3 separate regions of the Mus musculus genome follow, and all the other regions are linked to region 1. A link is a contact called in public HiChIP or PLAC-seq data. All regions are on one chromosome and are shown on one strand. The core of a region is the stretch at or near the end of the contact, and the rest is flanking DNA. Distances in the headings are between cores, read along the strand shown. Region 1 holds the start of Epha6 (Eph receptor A6). Region 2 has its middle 28 kb from the start of Gm24164. Region 3 has its middle 31 kb from the start of Gm33797.

The links. HiChIP or PLAC-seq counts read pairs in DNA pulled down with a chosen protein or histone mark.
Region 2: a contact with region 1 is called in an H3K27ac HiChIP or PLAC-seq map of SST interneurons, with 8 times the contacts expected there. The contact joins the enhancer-like site here to the promoter of Epha6 in region 1. A contact is called at or near these places in 6 of 39 promoter capture datasets (cranial neural crest, frontonasal cranial neural crest, hippocampal neurons and 3 more) and 5 of 115 datasets of contacts at active chromatin or transcription factors (SST interneurons, embryonic forebrain, embryonic hindbrain and 2 more).
Region 3: a contact with region 1 is called in an H3K4me3 HiChIP or PLAC-seq map of neural tube, with 21 times the contacts expected there. The contact joins the enhancer-like site here to the promoter of Epha6 in region 1. A contact is called at or near these places in 5 of 39 promoter capture datasets (cranial neural crest, hippocampal neurons, maxillary cranial neural crest and 2 more), 1 of 484 Hi-C or Micro-C datasets (cerebral cortex), 3 of 115 datasets of contacts at active chromatin or transcription factors (neural progenitor cells, neural tube and stem cell-derived neural progenitor cells) and 1 of 9 other capture datasets (embryonic stem cells).

Annotation. Positions count from the first base shown.
Region 1 is chr16:60,603,077-60,608,121 of GRCm38.p6, forward strand. Epha6 (Eph receptor A6) reads right to left here and starts at 2,455. Exons shown (of 18, transcript NM_007938.2): 1 at 1,788-2,455. The coding sequence starts at 2,172. Gm9017 (a long non-coding RNA gene) reads left to right here and starts at 3,640. Exons shown (of 3, transcript XR_384917.4): 1 at 3,640-3,754.
Region 2 is chr16:62,540,246-62,545,290 of GRCm38.p6, forward strand. No RefSeq gene overlaps it. Among named protein-coding and RNA genes, the nearest start is that of Gm24164, 28 kb to the right of the region's middle. Within about 2 kb of position 2,631, at least 4 of the 459 cell types and tissues checked have an H3K27ac peak or open chromatin away from gene starts, as enhancers often do. A contact at or near this core is called in SST interneurons, where this site is marked.
Region 3 is chr16:62,322,919-62,327,963 of GRCm38.p6, forward strand. No RefSeq gene overlaps it. Among named protein-coding and RNA genes, the nearest start is that of Gm33797, 31 kb to the right of the region's middle. Within about 2 kb of position 3,118, at least 6 of the 459 cell types and tissues checked have an H3K27ac peak or open chromatin away from gene starts, as enhancers often do. A contact at or near this core is called in neural tube, where this site is marked.

The DNA.
Region 1 (5,045 bases), core at 1,205-3,704:
AAGAGGTTAGGAAACTCCACAACTAGGCTTTTGCATTTGATATAAATATCTGTAATGTGATCGTTCGGCACGGCATGCTTCAGTAGAATGGTGCTTTATTTGGGGGATGTTCATATGTGTTTTATTTGTCTGCATCCAGCCAGGGCCTAGGATTGATGCTGACTTACTTAGGTACTACAGGCATTAACTATCAAGGAAATCCTAGGCTGGAATCACTTCAAACTTTGTAGTAAACTTGAATCTCATAGTACACACATGTTTAATTCCGGTAGTTGACAGTTCTAGTATTAAAATATATCTGATGTCCTCACTCTTAAAAATTGTTTCCTTTCAAATGAAAGGGCAAGTAAATAATTTCAGGTTATTTTTTTTAAACTCTTTGTATTTTCACAGGAGTCAACTAAACTACTTCTGGGTAATTAATACCAATAATCCAAATGAGGGATGCAGTCTGAAGAGAGTGGAATTATAACTGTCACTTATGTGACATGTCAAACTCACAGGGATAACGTTTTTTTTTTTTTTTTTTTTTTTTTTTTTTTTTTTTTTTACCAAAAGAAAAATTGTGATTGCATTTTGTCAGATAAAAAGTAATAAGTAAAACACATCAATAGTATTGCTTATAAACAGGAACATCTGGATAACTATTTCCTTTCTAGATAAAATAATATGGCCATACGCGAGTATAACAAAAGTAAGCCTTCGATGTTTGGCTTGTCTTCCCTCAACCTCCTACCTATCACACACAAAGCACACTATAATCTGACCTCTATTTGTACTTTCAGCTAATGTTCTCTAGAACATTACACATAGATCTTCCATAATAAATGGAAAACGTAACTGATCAACACTGTATTACATTTGAAGTCTGTGTAGAGAGTCTTTGCTAACAGGTGACATATTGGTGATCCTACCGTATCAGTGAGAGCATCCAGCCAGGTACCTGCTGGAAAACTTTTATGGCTGTTTGATACCTAGTGTAAAATCAATCAAGAACATGCAGGTAATGTTTTCTATATCTTTAAACATGCATAGCAGGGATCAAAATAGATACATCTCATGGAAGACTGAGTGGAAGTAAAGAAAATATTCAAATATTTTACATGCTTCTCATCATTTTTTTCCCTCACACAATGTTTGCCTTCCTCTTTCCACTATCCACTGATAAAGTCCTCTAAAAATTGGACAGCAACTAGACTTTATGAATCGATTATTCATAACTTGGAATTTCAGATTTAACACTTGTTTGCCCAGTTCTTTCAGAAGAGAGAAGCACTAACAGCGATCCGTGAGCATCTGTTCTATGGATATTTTCACGAAGTAAATGGTAGAGTTCAGAAACTAAGATAGGGTAAGGTCGACCCATAGTTACTGGAGGAAAACAGGCTGATCATTGGTTACAGGTGTATAGAAAAAAGTCATGACCTTTTTTTTGTAATCTGCTGTGGAAGAGAATCCACACGTTGCCATTTAGTGAAAGATCTCCATGAAGCAGTTAGGTCTGTGCCATGAAGCTTGACCTCCAGTGGAGACTGCGCAAGTGGGAGCAATCAGGCAACTGCCAGGAAGGAACCCAAGTGCTGAGGATGTCTGAGCTTCAGAAAGAATTCAAGAGACTGAAGAGATCAAAGCCCCAGGGGCCCGCTGGACCCGGGTGGTCTAATCAGGGCTCCCTGGAACTCAGAGTGTGGCAAGTCCAGAGGAGCTGACCCAGGGACAAAGTTACCTGCAGTAGTGGACAAGTGTACTCGGGGCACCCTCCTCCAACCCTTCTGTTTGTCCCTTACCTTGGTTGGAGACGTGACTGCAGTCGCCGGTCCAAGCCGTTAGCAGGGGCAAGAAGAAACCAAATTGCAAAAGAAATTCCCGGACTTCGCAGCCCCCCATGGCTCTGGTTGGTTCTCTTCTCCTCCTTAAAAAGAAGTGGCAGCAGCGCAGCCAGGTGTTCCTAGTAGCGTGGGGGTCCTGAACCAAGCTCTCTTCTTCTTCCTCCTCCTCCTCTTCCTCCTCCACCCGGTCCGCAGGGGAAGTCCCGGGGCGCCCCCCGCGCGAGGCCCGGTGCGCAGGGCACGAGGGTCCAGGCTGCCCAGGTGCTGGAGCAGCTGCTTGCGGGGACGATGCTGCCTGCGCCGCCGGGGAGCTCCTGGCGGCTGGAGGCGAGGGGAATTGCATCCACCACCGTGTCCCGCTCGAGCGAGGACTATTCACTTGGGCCCAGGAGAGCGCGCGCGCAAGAGCGAGCTCAGGCTCTAGTTTGGGGGAGGGGATGGTGGACGGGGGAGGGTGGCTCTAGGCCGGTACTGGGGATGGGTAGGGACGTTTGGACGGGTAGTGAAGGTGCAGTTCTGGGGACCCAAGTGCTCTCTGCATCCAAGTGGGCACTTACAGACCCCAGAGCAGAGGAGGCACAGCAGATAGTAAGGGTAGTCTGGGCATCCAGAACTTTCATGTGTCTGGTGTCTGGGAAACCCAGCGACTGAGGCTCAGCGGGATCTCAAGTGGTCCCTGGGAGGGGCGGACTGAGCACTCAGCCTCTTGACTGAGTAGCCTGGGCTGAGTGTCGCCTCGTGACCACCGACTCGGCGGCATCTGCGCCGCCCCCCTCGGCCGTAGCAGCTGTTTATTGGGTATCACGGAAGCTACCTTAGTCCCCCAAGCACTTGCGTCCCCCCTCCCCCATGTAACGATGTGCTCTCAGCTCTGGACACCACCTTTCCCTTGGAGACATTTCTGCTACCAGAAAGGGTGAGGGTTGCAGGTCAGCGCTCCTGGCCCCGGGGCACAGCTTGGCGAAGGTAGTGGTCAGCCCTGACGTGTCTGAGTGCTAGCCTCCCAAACTTGGCCACCGAGGTTTGTGGCCACCTCTCCCGTTCTGAGTCCTTGGAAAGCATAGGGAGAGAAGAGGCTACAGAGAGGAGTCACTGAGCGCTGGAAGTCTACTGGTGCCTGGCGCCTTGGCTTCCCCAAGTCTTAGCATTCCGCATAAGGTGGTGACTTCGCCATGGAGGTCATTAGCATCTTCATAGCAGCTTTGGTGCGGGGCTTCCAGGGGCCTGGATAAGTCTGCCTTTCCGCGGTGGCGTCGGGCTAGAAGCTGGGAGCAGCCCAAGGTCTGAGCAGTGCGTGGTCAAGTCCAAGGCAGCCCGCGGGGGCCGGTGCGCTCTCCTTGCTCCGGATGCCCCTTCTCAATACCCTGTCTCCCAGGTCCGGGCTCTCCTAAGCCGGTTCACTGGCTACTTACTTGGTGGGACCCCGCCCTGGGCCGAGGCACGGGACTAGCTGATGGGAAGTGGTGTTGCCACCTGCAGTCTCCAAGCTGTCGCCCTGCTGCCGGCCGAGAGGGGTGCGTGGAGGGCAGGGCCCTAGAGCTCTGCTGAGCTCGGTGGAGCCGAGCGATCTCCCGTCTGACAGCAGCTGTGGCTCGGGTGCAGCCAATTCGGCGCTAGAGGGGGTTAGTAGACAACAAAAATTCCTCCACTGCTCGCAGGTGGAAGAGCAGGCTAAACCTGCGGAAAAAGCTGAAGGATGCTTTCAGGTTAAACTTACAATGTTTGTTAAGGCGCTTATCACTGGCGTTGGATTTTCTGTAGTGTATTTGTTAACATTATTATCGTTTTCTTTATTGAAGAGGAGCAGATTATCAAGCCTGAGTAAGGCTTTTTTTTCTTTTTCTTTTTCTTTCTTCAATAGCACTAGGAAGGGTTTTTGATGACGCTGGAGAAAAGTGAAGCGAATTTCAGAGGATAATTTTCAGGTGGGTGGAGGGTTCAGGTCGGGAATAGTTGTGACAGGAACCTTAAATGTTGTAGGTCTAGGGTCAACGTTTTACCAGGAATGCTGGAAATGAAAGCAGGGTTTCCTCGGATTTCCGCGCTGCTCAGTGCTGTTTGTGGCTCGGATCCTAGTTTAAGGATTTCAGTCCATGCCTTACAGTCAATCAGAAGGAAAGAGAGAGGAGCAAGGAAAGCTCAGAATCCAAAAGAGTAATGAAACGTGCAAGTGGGAACCACAGGGTAATGACACTTTCTGATTGGTGGCTACTCTCACGCTCATTATGAATTCATACACAGCTTGTTTTCAAAGATGTCCATGCCAATTTAAATGCGTGCAAATCACACCTACAAAGATGGAGTTCCTATACTCGTGTTTACAGTAGGGTAATCTGATTTCACTACTCATATTTCCAGTGTTACTGATACTAACTAATGACATAGGTGCTTGTAAATTCAATTTAGTTTACTCACTCAGGTGTAAGGTAAAACTCTACATGAGTGCAGCACCTGGCATTCTGCCTATCTAATGATTTCAGAGTGTATAACGAATATGTTGGTGGACTGATGATAAATCATAATTCTTTTGTACATTTGCTCAGTGGAAAAATGAACATAATATCAGTATCACATTTATAAATGAACATCTAAACTCAAGCTTTCGTGTTTTATTTGAATGGTAAATTTGAAAGAGTTGGTTATAAACAATTGAACTGTAAGAAGCTTTTCTAAAAATCATATTAAATGGGAGTGATTCTAATGAAAAGAAAACGAAGAAAGGAAAAGAAGAAAAACAAAGGTGTGTGTCACTTCCCAAGTCTCAAGCTCAATTGCACAGCAAAATGCAATGTATGAAACAGAAGTTTCAACATAACTCTGACATTTGAGGGAACTGAACTTCTCCTGTATCAGCTGTTTGCCTTGTCTGAATTATTTGTTTAAATACGCCATGGTAGAGCGTCACAGAATATGTATTGTGTATGCAGATGATGACTGTCTTATTAATTTTAGCTTTTTAAGAAAAAAAACTTCAGGATTAAGCACCTGTCATATGTTTAGAAATACTCTGATACTGTCTCTTACTGTTTTTTTTTTTTCAGAGATAAAGACATGGTAGTTTTTGTCATGACCATTGATCATAGACAGTCTTAAGGACATTCTTTTAATAGAAGAGTGAGCCATGACTTGGAGTCTGTCTATTAATTCCAACTTGGTAGTAACATTTTTTAAATAAATCAATTTGTCCATTTCTATCCTCACCAAGTATACATACAT
Region 2 (5,045 bases), core at 1,381-3,880, 1.9 Mb after region 1:
TTATCTCAACAGAGACAAAAACCCTGACGTGGGAATCTGAAACATTTCAGGTATATTCATTCAAAGAGAAAAAGGGGAGTCTTCTGGAAGATACTAGAAGACTGAAGAGAGATTTCTCTGCATTGCCTGGAGAAATGGAGCTCTCTGCCTGAAAAGAGGCTTGATAGGGCATCAGTCATTAGCTTTCAAGGATGAATCCCTTTCTAGATTCTGAAACTCCTCTAGGCTACATGTGTGTGTATGGGGGGGGGGGGGGTTGTATCAAGAGGATATCCATCCCTAAAGTAACAAATTTTTGAAGGGAATATACAAAACCAGAATTGGATCACAGTGCACTGAATGCCAATGTTATTCTTCTGGGTAACAGATTTTAAAAGCACATATCTGAGTAAGAACTACTTATCCCTTAGCCCCCTTTCTCATGAGCTTTTCCCATGAGTGTTGAAAAGCAAATTCAAAACAGCAGTTATATTGTTTTTACACTCAGATCAGTACTGAGCCCAGTCAGTTTCTTCCAGCTTACACTTATTTTCACATAGGCTGAGCCTGGCTTTATAAGACACTAGCTATCACCACAATTGCTCTTTTATATATATATATATCATCTTTCAGGTTCTCTATCTCTTGGCTAAGGCATGCATTTACCTCTTTGACAAGGACACAAGTTTTGTTCTGCAAGTCATACCAGAATCTGGAGCCAAAGTAAAAACTAAGTTCAAGTCTTTGCTCATGGAATCAAACTTGAACCAAAGAGATAGTTTTCCTTTTCTGCTAATGCTATATCTGGTGTTTGTTTGTTTGTTTGTTCTTGTTGATTTGGTTTGGTTTGGTTTGGCATGGCTTGGCTTGCTGCTATTTTTCTTTTCTTTATTACCTCTCCTGTGTTGTATCATCTCCCAGACTGTAAGGTGTATAAAAGCTTCTAGTTCCTGACTGTTAAAACAAATAGTTAAAGAGCAATTATTAGGAGACTGGAAGCACTGGAAGATGGTTCAGTGGATAAGAAATCTTCCTGTGCAAGCACAGGAGATTAGTATGAACCTGTAGCTTGAAACTAAAGCAACATCATGGTTGCTTGAAAGGCTGTAAGCCCAGTGTTGGCACTGGGATAAGAAGTCCATCCCATGAACTCAGTGGCCAGTCAGTCTAAACAAAGTGGCCAGCTTCCCGCTTCCAGTTCAGTGAAAGACTGTCTCAATAGGATGCAGAATATCCTGTATACATATTAAAGTGCATGCAACACACACACACACACACACACACACACACACACACAAACACACACACACACTCACACAGATACACACACATACACATTATACTCATTATTTTAAGTCTTGACATCAAGACTATGTGACCAGCATACTCCTTCTTTGTAGATGAAAATACCTGGGAGTGAAATAATGATGAAGAAATTTGTCTTAGGGAAGTTTTCCAGCTTTTTTAGAAATATCAATTATTTAATATAAAATAGATTTCTTATTATCAGTCTCATTGGTGATTTCAAAGAGTGTCAAATCTCTAACTAAACCTTTTATCCTTAGATGTGTTAATCATTCAATCGTAGTTCAGTCTACCTTCTCTCTGATGAACATAAAGTTAATTTGCATATGTATTTCTTATTTAATTTCTCAACAAATATGAATTAAAAATAAATTAAAATTCAAATATCATTTTACAGTGCAAATCTTTCATTTCCTAGGCTCTAAAAATTAAAGATACATTTATCTTCTCGAGTAATATTATTTTTATAAAACAAATACCTCCACGGAGGCTAGCAGATTTTCATCTTAGAGTGAATTAACTCCATCTGTTTGCTTTTCTCTTGCAGTGGTCCGCTGTGCTGAAAGAATCAGCATTTTAACAGAGTTGGAAGGAAGAAAATTATTTTAGAATGCAGGATCTTTGAAGAGGAGAAATCCAGTTGAGTCATCACAGGGCAAAGAGGGAAGACACAAACACTATAATATTTCAGGGCATCTGAGGAAAAGGAGGGGAGCTCTTCAAGGATACTTTCCTCTGATTCCACATTCTGCAGCCATAAGTACTTCTATAGACAATTTAGATTCAGCAATAGAGGCTCCCAAATCTTGATTGAGAAAATTAGATGGTTCAAATGCTAAGTATAAATGCCTCTCCCCAGGGCTGACACCAATGCCATCCGCATATATGGCTCTCGTTAGGTGTCCTTTGAAAGCATTTGGCACAAATGCTAAGCTAGAAAAGAAGCTTGATAATTTCAAAATAACCAGATTGTGTGCAGTGATGAGAGACAAGACAGAAAAATCATTGTACTTTTGTTGTTATCTCAAATACAAGTTCAGTGCCAGATTGAAAGTTCTTCTGTCCATCACAACTCTGAATACTATACTTATCTAATTCTTAAAAATAGTATTTTTGAGGCATGAAAAATGCATGAATTATTTAAATAAAAAATGAGTGACTATAGCTGTATTTTCTAAAATTCCACTTCCAAGCAAAGTTTTTATGAAGCATTTTGTTTGGTTTGGTATAGAAACTTTGAAATAGCCTAAAGGCATTCTTTGACCAGCTGCCTCTCTATTAAATGTCCTCAGAGTGAAAAGATTCCCACAGCAGAGGCACCTGCAGGATGTGCGATTCATTTTCACTCCCAGTGTTGCTTGTCTGGAAGCTTGGGCTCCACAGGCTCATCACTTATATTCACAATGGACATCTGGAGCCAGCAGAATGCAACATTAGCCTTGTTTGTGTTGATATATTAAAAAGGGAAAAGAGAATGGTTTAAAGTTCTGAGAGTAACAGCAAATTATGCTTTCAACTGCAGTCCAACAAAAAAAATGTGCTTTCACAGGGAAATGGGCACTAAGAAAAAGCGTGATATGCTCTTGTGATTGTTGCTAGGTCCACCTTTCAATCCACAAGCAGAGTTCTAGGCAGACACCACATGGTTACAGAGCTCTTCTTCTGCAGAAGCACCAAGTCACTACCATTTCCTTTATAGTGCCTTTGGATTTTACTGTCCCCTATCTCCTGGCTCTGGAGGCAGAGGTGAGCAGCTACCTGGACTTGACTAACCAGCCAGTTTAGTCAAAAACCATCTCAAATGAAAAGGAGTTCTGAGCAATGGCTTGAGGTTGCCATCTAGCCACATCACACACGTACTACAAGCAGGAACAAATATACGCACACAGAGAGAATGCTTTTCTAATCCCTACTACTTATTTATAGAACTTTTATATGAGAATTTTAATCATTTTCAAAATACTTGCTGGTCTGGAAAAAAAACAAGAGCCTTATACCAAGAGAAAGAAAGAAAGAAAGAAAGAAAGAAAGAAAGAAAGAAAGAAAGAAAGAAAGAAAGAGAGAGAGAGAGAGAGAGAGAGAGAGAGAGAAGGGAGGGAGGGAGGGAGGGAGGGAGGGAGGGAGGGAGGGAGGGAGGGAGGGAGGGAGGGAGGAAGGGAGGAAGGGAGAAAGGAAAGAAAAAAGAAAGAAAGAAACAAACAAATGAGGATAAGGAGCAGGAAGCACGTTGCAGCATTCATAACTGTTGGCTGCTTTGTAATGTGCATAATACTAACAATTCCTAGTGACACTTGTAATATGAAGTCACTTCTGTCCAGACACAAATTATCTTGGTCATCAGTCTCCCGCACAACCAACAAGAGGAGCCTCCATAAGCAAACAATTGTATTGATGAAAGAATGATTTACTGTCTTGTCCAGCCACAAGCATTCACTGAGCTTCTGTGGTATATGTTGGACCACATTAAATGGCATGGGAAATTGTATTTGTTTTCTCATTGCCCTGACAGAATTCCCGACAAAGTCAATTAAATGAAAGAGGTGTTTATTTAGATCATGGTTAAAGACATGGTTCATCACAGCAGGACATTATGGTAGCAGGAACACGAGGTGGCTGTTAACATTGCTTTCACTAAGCTTGCTGGCTTCTTTCAATTCAGTCCAAGGCCAAAGCCCATGGGACGATGCTGTCTTCACAATTTTATTATGTGAACCTAAAAACTTTTCTATGAATAGGCCTAGTGACTTTAGACAGGCGATTCTATATTTTGGGAAGCTAACAATTTTAATCATCAAAGAGATTCAAGATGAAACTTCCATCCCATTTGAAACAAACACAATGAATTGAACAATGAGAATTATTTCTAGAGATATTTTTCACAAAACGACTTGTATATTAATTTTAAAGACTGATAATCCTGCAGTTCTATCTATAAATACATCCTTATCTCATCTCTGTACTCCTGCATACCCATTTCTCTCTTATCTGATCTCTATACATCTAAGGATGTATAGAGATCACCTTTCACCCAACAGTCACAAATACAAATTAGAAAATAATCTAATGATCCATGTTTTTTTTATTTCACACAATATATTCTCATTACAGTTTCCTCTGTCCAAACTTCTCCCAGATCCTCCCCACCTCCCCTGTCACCTGTATCCATAACCTATTAGTGGGGCAGTGGGCTTGCACACAGACTGCCTGGTCTCCAGTCGAGCATAGGTCTGGAACCCCAGGGACTAGATGGGTAGTGATTTCTACCTACATGGGACAGAAGGTGTTTGATCATGTCTCCTAGACCCCTGGCTCTTGTCCAAGTTACCGCCCCCACAGCCTCCACAGAAGAGATGTGTGGCTATCAGTCATGTAGGAGCAGCACCAAGCCTTCCACATGCAAATAAGGTTTCCCCCAAACTCTCAGTCCAAGCCAATGAGAGGTACCTGCTGTCAAACCCTGAATCACCCCCAAGACTGTATATAAATTCTATCCAGAGAATTAAAGGTGTGCGAGAACTACTCTGTTGTCTGAGTCTTTTGTTCCAAGAGCTGTAACATTTGGGAAGACATCTTCTCTCCTGAAGAGCCATCTGAGGTCCCGCACTCCTCACTAGATAGTCAGCTTCTTGTCGGCCCAGCCAGACCTGCCTGCCAACTCAGTGCAGAGCAGCTCGGAGTTACTGAGACTTCGTCTCCCCGCCTGCACGTGCTTCCCTTCCTTAGAACCCTTGCGCCAGGCCTGGCCCAGAGAGCTCCGTGGA
Region 3 (5,045 bases), core at 1,868-4,367, 1.7 Mb after region 1:
CGGGTCTGTGGTCCTGCTGCAGCTTGGAGCTATGTTGATGTCTGTAGCCTGTGCTAACACTGAAATCCATGCAGATGTTCATGGTCTATACTGCCACCTAGAGTCCCATTGATATTCATGGGCTGGACTGCCTATGAAGAACATGCTGAGGACCTTGGCACCTACTGGCTCTAGAGGCCAGGTGGGTGTCCATAGTCCATGCTGTTGCCAGCTATCATGTGGAATTCATGCATCCATGATCTTGGTGACTGTAAAAGACTAGGAAGAGTCATCTGCAGTTGTATCCATGACTGCATACTCAAAGATGAGAAAGGGATATAGAAAGATTCTGTGACAACTCCCACCCTAGCCCAACACCCACAAAAGTAACAACGTCAATAGGAAGCCATCAAAGAGAACTCTTAAAATTGGAGATAAGGTTGCTGAAGTGTAGGTCTCTACAATAGAGGGCTGCTAGGGGCACTGGGAGTGGAGCTGGGGAAAAACACACTCCTCTTTAAGGGGCTGGCCACTGGGAGTTTGACCATGCTCCAGTGACTAAAAGAACAACACAAATTGGACGTTCAAAATGTTTTTTTTTTTTTTTGTCTGTGGGGAGCACCACAAGATTTGGTCAGTGTGCGAATCAAGAAGGCCTGGGAATTAAAATTGATCAGGAAATATGTAAAATTCCCCAATAATCAATAAAAGTATTGTGATTAAAGAATGTAGACATGCATACAAAGACTAATATAATATTTTCTATACTATACACACACACACACACACACACACACACACATATATATATGTGCATTTACTTCTGTGGTCTATGACCCCTCTGCTCAAAAATGTACACACTCTATGAATATGTGACCAACAGAAGTTGTAAGGATTTTCCCTCTTCTAGCTTGCATTTGGTGGGGTAGGGCTTGCATAGCTATCACAATGTGAGGAATCACAAACATTCTCAGAGCGAGATTTCAATTTTCTATGTTTCCAAACTTGATGAAGCTTACTACTAACAATCAGTATCAAAGAGAGCTGCTTTAAAGTAAATTCTTAACTCTAAAAGCACAGTAGTAAAAGCAGAGATGAAAGAACTCTTCAAGCCACAAATGACTACAGATTCCATTTTCAAAGAGGTTATTGCTCTGTGTTAAACCAATAGATTTGGGAAGTTTGTGTGTAGCCATAGATAACTGGAATGTGAGAGATTCAAAATCAGATTTATAAGAACTACCACAAATATGATAGATAATAGTAGGGCTTCTTTATTTGATTAGAGGGACAGATGATAAGGGAAGAGAAAATTATTAAATATCACACAAATCATACACCAGTTGTAATGCTTTAGTCCAGACGATGAAGAGGGAGGTTAGTTTAATGACTTCTGAAATTATGGGCCCTCAGCAACCTATGCTTACAATATGCCATTAAGACACTTAAAATCTAAAATGTGTTTACCCAGCATTGAAGTTTTCTTATACTAACAATCAAAGAGGCACTTGAAATTTGAGCATGTTTCATAGATACATGACCACATATCAAAGCTGTATAAAAGCTTTCTGATACATCCTTAATTTTTTTATTATGATCTCTATCCTTTCAGAGATGTACCTGGAAGACCTCTAGAAACAGCTTAGGCTTATAGTGTTTGAAACATTTTCTAAAACCTCATAAAAACTCTCAGGCATTTTGTTTCCTTTGCATTCTGTTCTTTGTTCGTTGTCCATCCTCCCGTTTCTACAAATAAAGACTTGGTAAATATTCTAGTACTGTGAATTCTTATTTTGATCCATACTTATTGTACTGACACTATTCTAATACTTTTGAAAAATCAAGTATCCAACAGAGGTCCTTTTCCAAATTATATTGCAGTGTCTGTCTACTAGTCCTTTACTGTCTCATGTGTTATACTTAAGAAACAATGATTTGATGTGTGTATACTAAAACCTTCTTCATACTATAAATACTTTCCTCCTTCCTCTGATGAGGCACTGAGGAAAAATTTCTGAGTCTAGGAGCAAAGGAGAAACAATTAGTTAAGCTCTAGGTAGAAGATAAAAGGAGTTGTTTATCAACTTACTAGGAAGTTATCTTCTAGGATTGAGGACAAAGTAAATCACACATCACTCTTTGCCTCTGGGAATTCTGCTATAGGCTAGGGGAAAAAAAGGATGCTGGGATAATTATCTAAGTCTTAGACTGAGGAATATCTATACTGGCAAAAAAATAATGAGATTCTGTGTGAATATTAAATTGTCTATATTCTCTTGGAAATAACTGTGTAAGAACTAGGCATACCAGCCTCTGGCCAGACTGCGTGATGACTGCCTGTTACACACAGAGCCCTGGAGGTACAGTAGCCACTGTTGCTCTCAAGAGCTCCCTGGCCTAGGGCAGTGTTTTCAATTCTTACCATCACAGTCAGACATTGTTCCTGTAGTAAAATTATGAAAAAGTCTTACATCTGAATGTCTACAAATATAAGAAAGTACAATTTAATGAGAAAGAACGCTTCCAATATGTCAATATACAGGGTACTTGGTTCATTCCCATTACTTCCTTGGCCTTCATAAAAATTAGAATTTACGTCAACTTACTTCAGGCAAAAGTAAACTGTTGATATTGCTTCTCTAGTCCTGAAGAGACGTGACAATATATCAGTTTCTACTTTTCAGTTTCAAAGAATTGGAGCACTGCCTGAGTCACTCCAACTGTCCTTTTACTACCTTTGAGTTATCTCACAAAATGACCATTTAGAGCTTTATTGTATTGCCCTAGCAATAAATATGTCAGTTGTAGACTGAACCCAATTCCTTCTGCTTGGTCTGAGCTCACAGGGAGCAAACAACTTCGAATTCCTGCCACTCAAAATGTATTTTCAAGCCTCTTCTGCTTCAGGTTCCTGCTGTTCTTTGAAGTGTCCTGACATGGGCTACTGAGATGGCCGGGATAGTAAAGACACTTGCTGCTTATTATTCATGGTGAAGCCATTTTCTAAAGTGCCTTCAAATTGGATATGCAGTATTTCCTGAAACTAAAAGTAAGGAGAACAATCTTTGCCCTCCCCATAGCATTGACCCTTGTAACATACAGCCCTTTATAACAGCTGACCAGGAAAGAGATTTATTGTGTGCCTGACATTCTTGACCCCACTACACAGTATAGCCTAGATACTCCTAGTGTTACTTACCCAGCAACACCAGAGCTTGAGCTATGAAAGAAAGACTTCAGTTATTTTTCCCTCTGGGACTTATCCCCAGTTCCCTTCTGGAGGTCTTCTTCCCAGAGTAAACTCTGTGTCTTTATTACACTGAGTCTTTTAATATACTCCCCTTCCTTTTTTCTCCTTCATGACCTTATACTATCAAGTTAATGACCTGAATTTCATTCCTAGCACCAATCTGGTAGAAGAAGAAAACCACCTCCAGATAGTTTGTGTGTCTACACATATGTCATACAATTCCCCCAACCCACACACACATATAATAAAAATATATCTTTAACGTAAAACTACTTAAGACAAACCAATGCATTAGGCCCCTCACATATACCACAATCAAAACTATCTATCACAGTAATCTCTTGTTCCACAGAGTACATTTTGTTTCCTCTCATAGTCTTTATTTCTCAAGACTAAAACATGTCACACACACACACACACACACACACACACACACACACAGGCCTCCCATTGTTTAGTAAAGTGAGTTTTATATTGGAATCTTCAAGTTAGTGTCTGATATGTTTATTTTCTTTTGTCTTGTTTTCTAGGAATAATCTTATAAACTTTGGGTAGAGGTGAAAGTGGAAGGCTGTGTGCAGCAGCAAAATCATACCTCACAAATGCAATGTGAATGCTATCAAGGATCTCTGCTGCTAACAATGAACTTGGGAAGCTAAATGCTCTGAATGCTGCTGTCTGTACAGGGGTGACACAATCCTAAAGTCTATGTCCTCTACAATCCCTAAGTTGGATTTAACAATATGATAGTTTTAGGACGTAGAGTCTAAAGGTGATTAGATTAATCAAGAGAATCCATGAAGTATGGTAATAGAGTCTTTATAAAAGAAATGCCTTCATCTACATAGGGACATGTATAGCTCTCCACAAATACACTAATCAAGTCTTAATCTTGGAATTCCATAAATGCTGCTGACTGCTCTCTCTCTCTCTCTCTCTCTCTCTCTCTCTCTCTCTCTCTCTCTCTCTCTCTCTCTCTCGCGTGTGTGTGTGTGTGTGTGTTTTATATATGACACACCCAGTTTAAGATGTTTGTTTTATGGCATCTCAAATAGACGAACAAAAAGAATATCAGAAGTGTAAGGAATTTTCAATTAAAAGGAAGTACATATTATGATAGATGTGAAGAAATGGGGTAGAAGAGCAAAAGGGGGAAAATGTGAGAGAAGAGATGGAGGGGAATAGATGGGAAAGAGGGAATGAGAGAGAGATGAGGGAGAGAGAGAGAGAGAGAGAGAGAGAGAGAGAGAGAGAGAGAGAGAGAGAGAGTTAGTTTCTGGGTACTAAAAACCTAGCAGAAAGCATTAATGGGGAATCAACCAGAGCTCAGGCATTGATTAAGCTGTTTTCAGTTAGGGCTGTATTGTTGGGTAATTAACATCTGTTTCTGAGCTACAGAGTAGAGGTAAGTTAATGGCCACACTGATGAGGCCTTATCTTCTTTCCTTCCTCAATAGCAGTTATCCCCGTTTCTTAGGCCTAGAGGCTGAAGAGAAATTGGCACCTGTTTCTAATCTCTATTGAAGCTTCAAAATGGAAAATAATAACCTAATTAAATGAAAGGATTTTCCTCTCTCCTGGAGATGCTGGGAAGAATACAAAGCATTCATCAGAGTGTTCAAGTTTTGTGCAGCGGAACAGATGATGGATAAAAGTTCAGGTGCTCTGCAATTAGTGCTGGCCAAGTGCTTCTGGCAGGCATCCAATGCCCAGAGACTCAGCACAGCCCCAGACTGCCAAACTATGTCCTTAGGAAGTCTCATTTCCTATCCCTTCAAAAGTCAGAACTATAATCGCTGTGTTCTGAGATGGATGC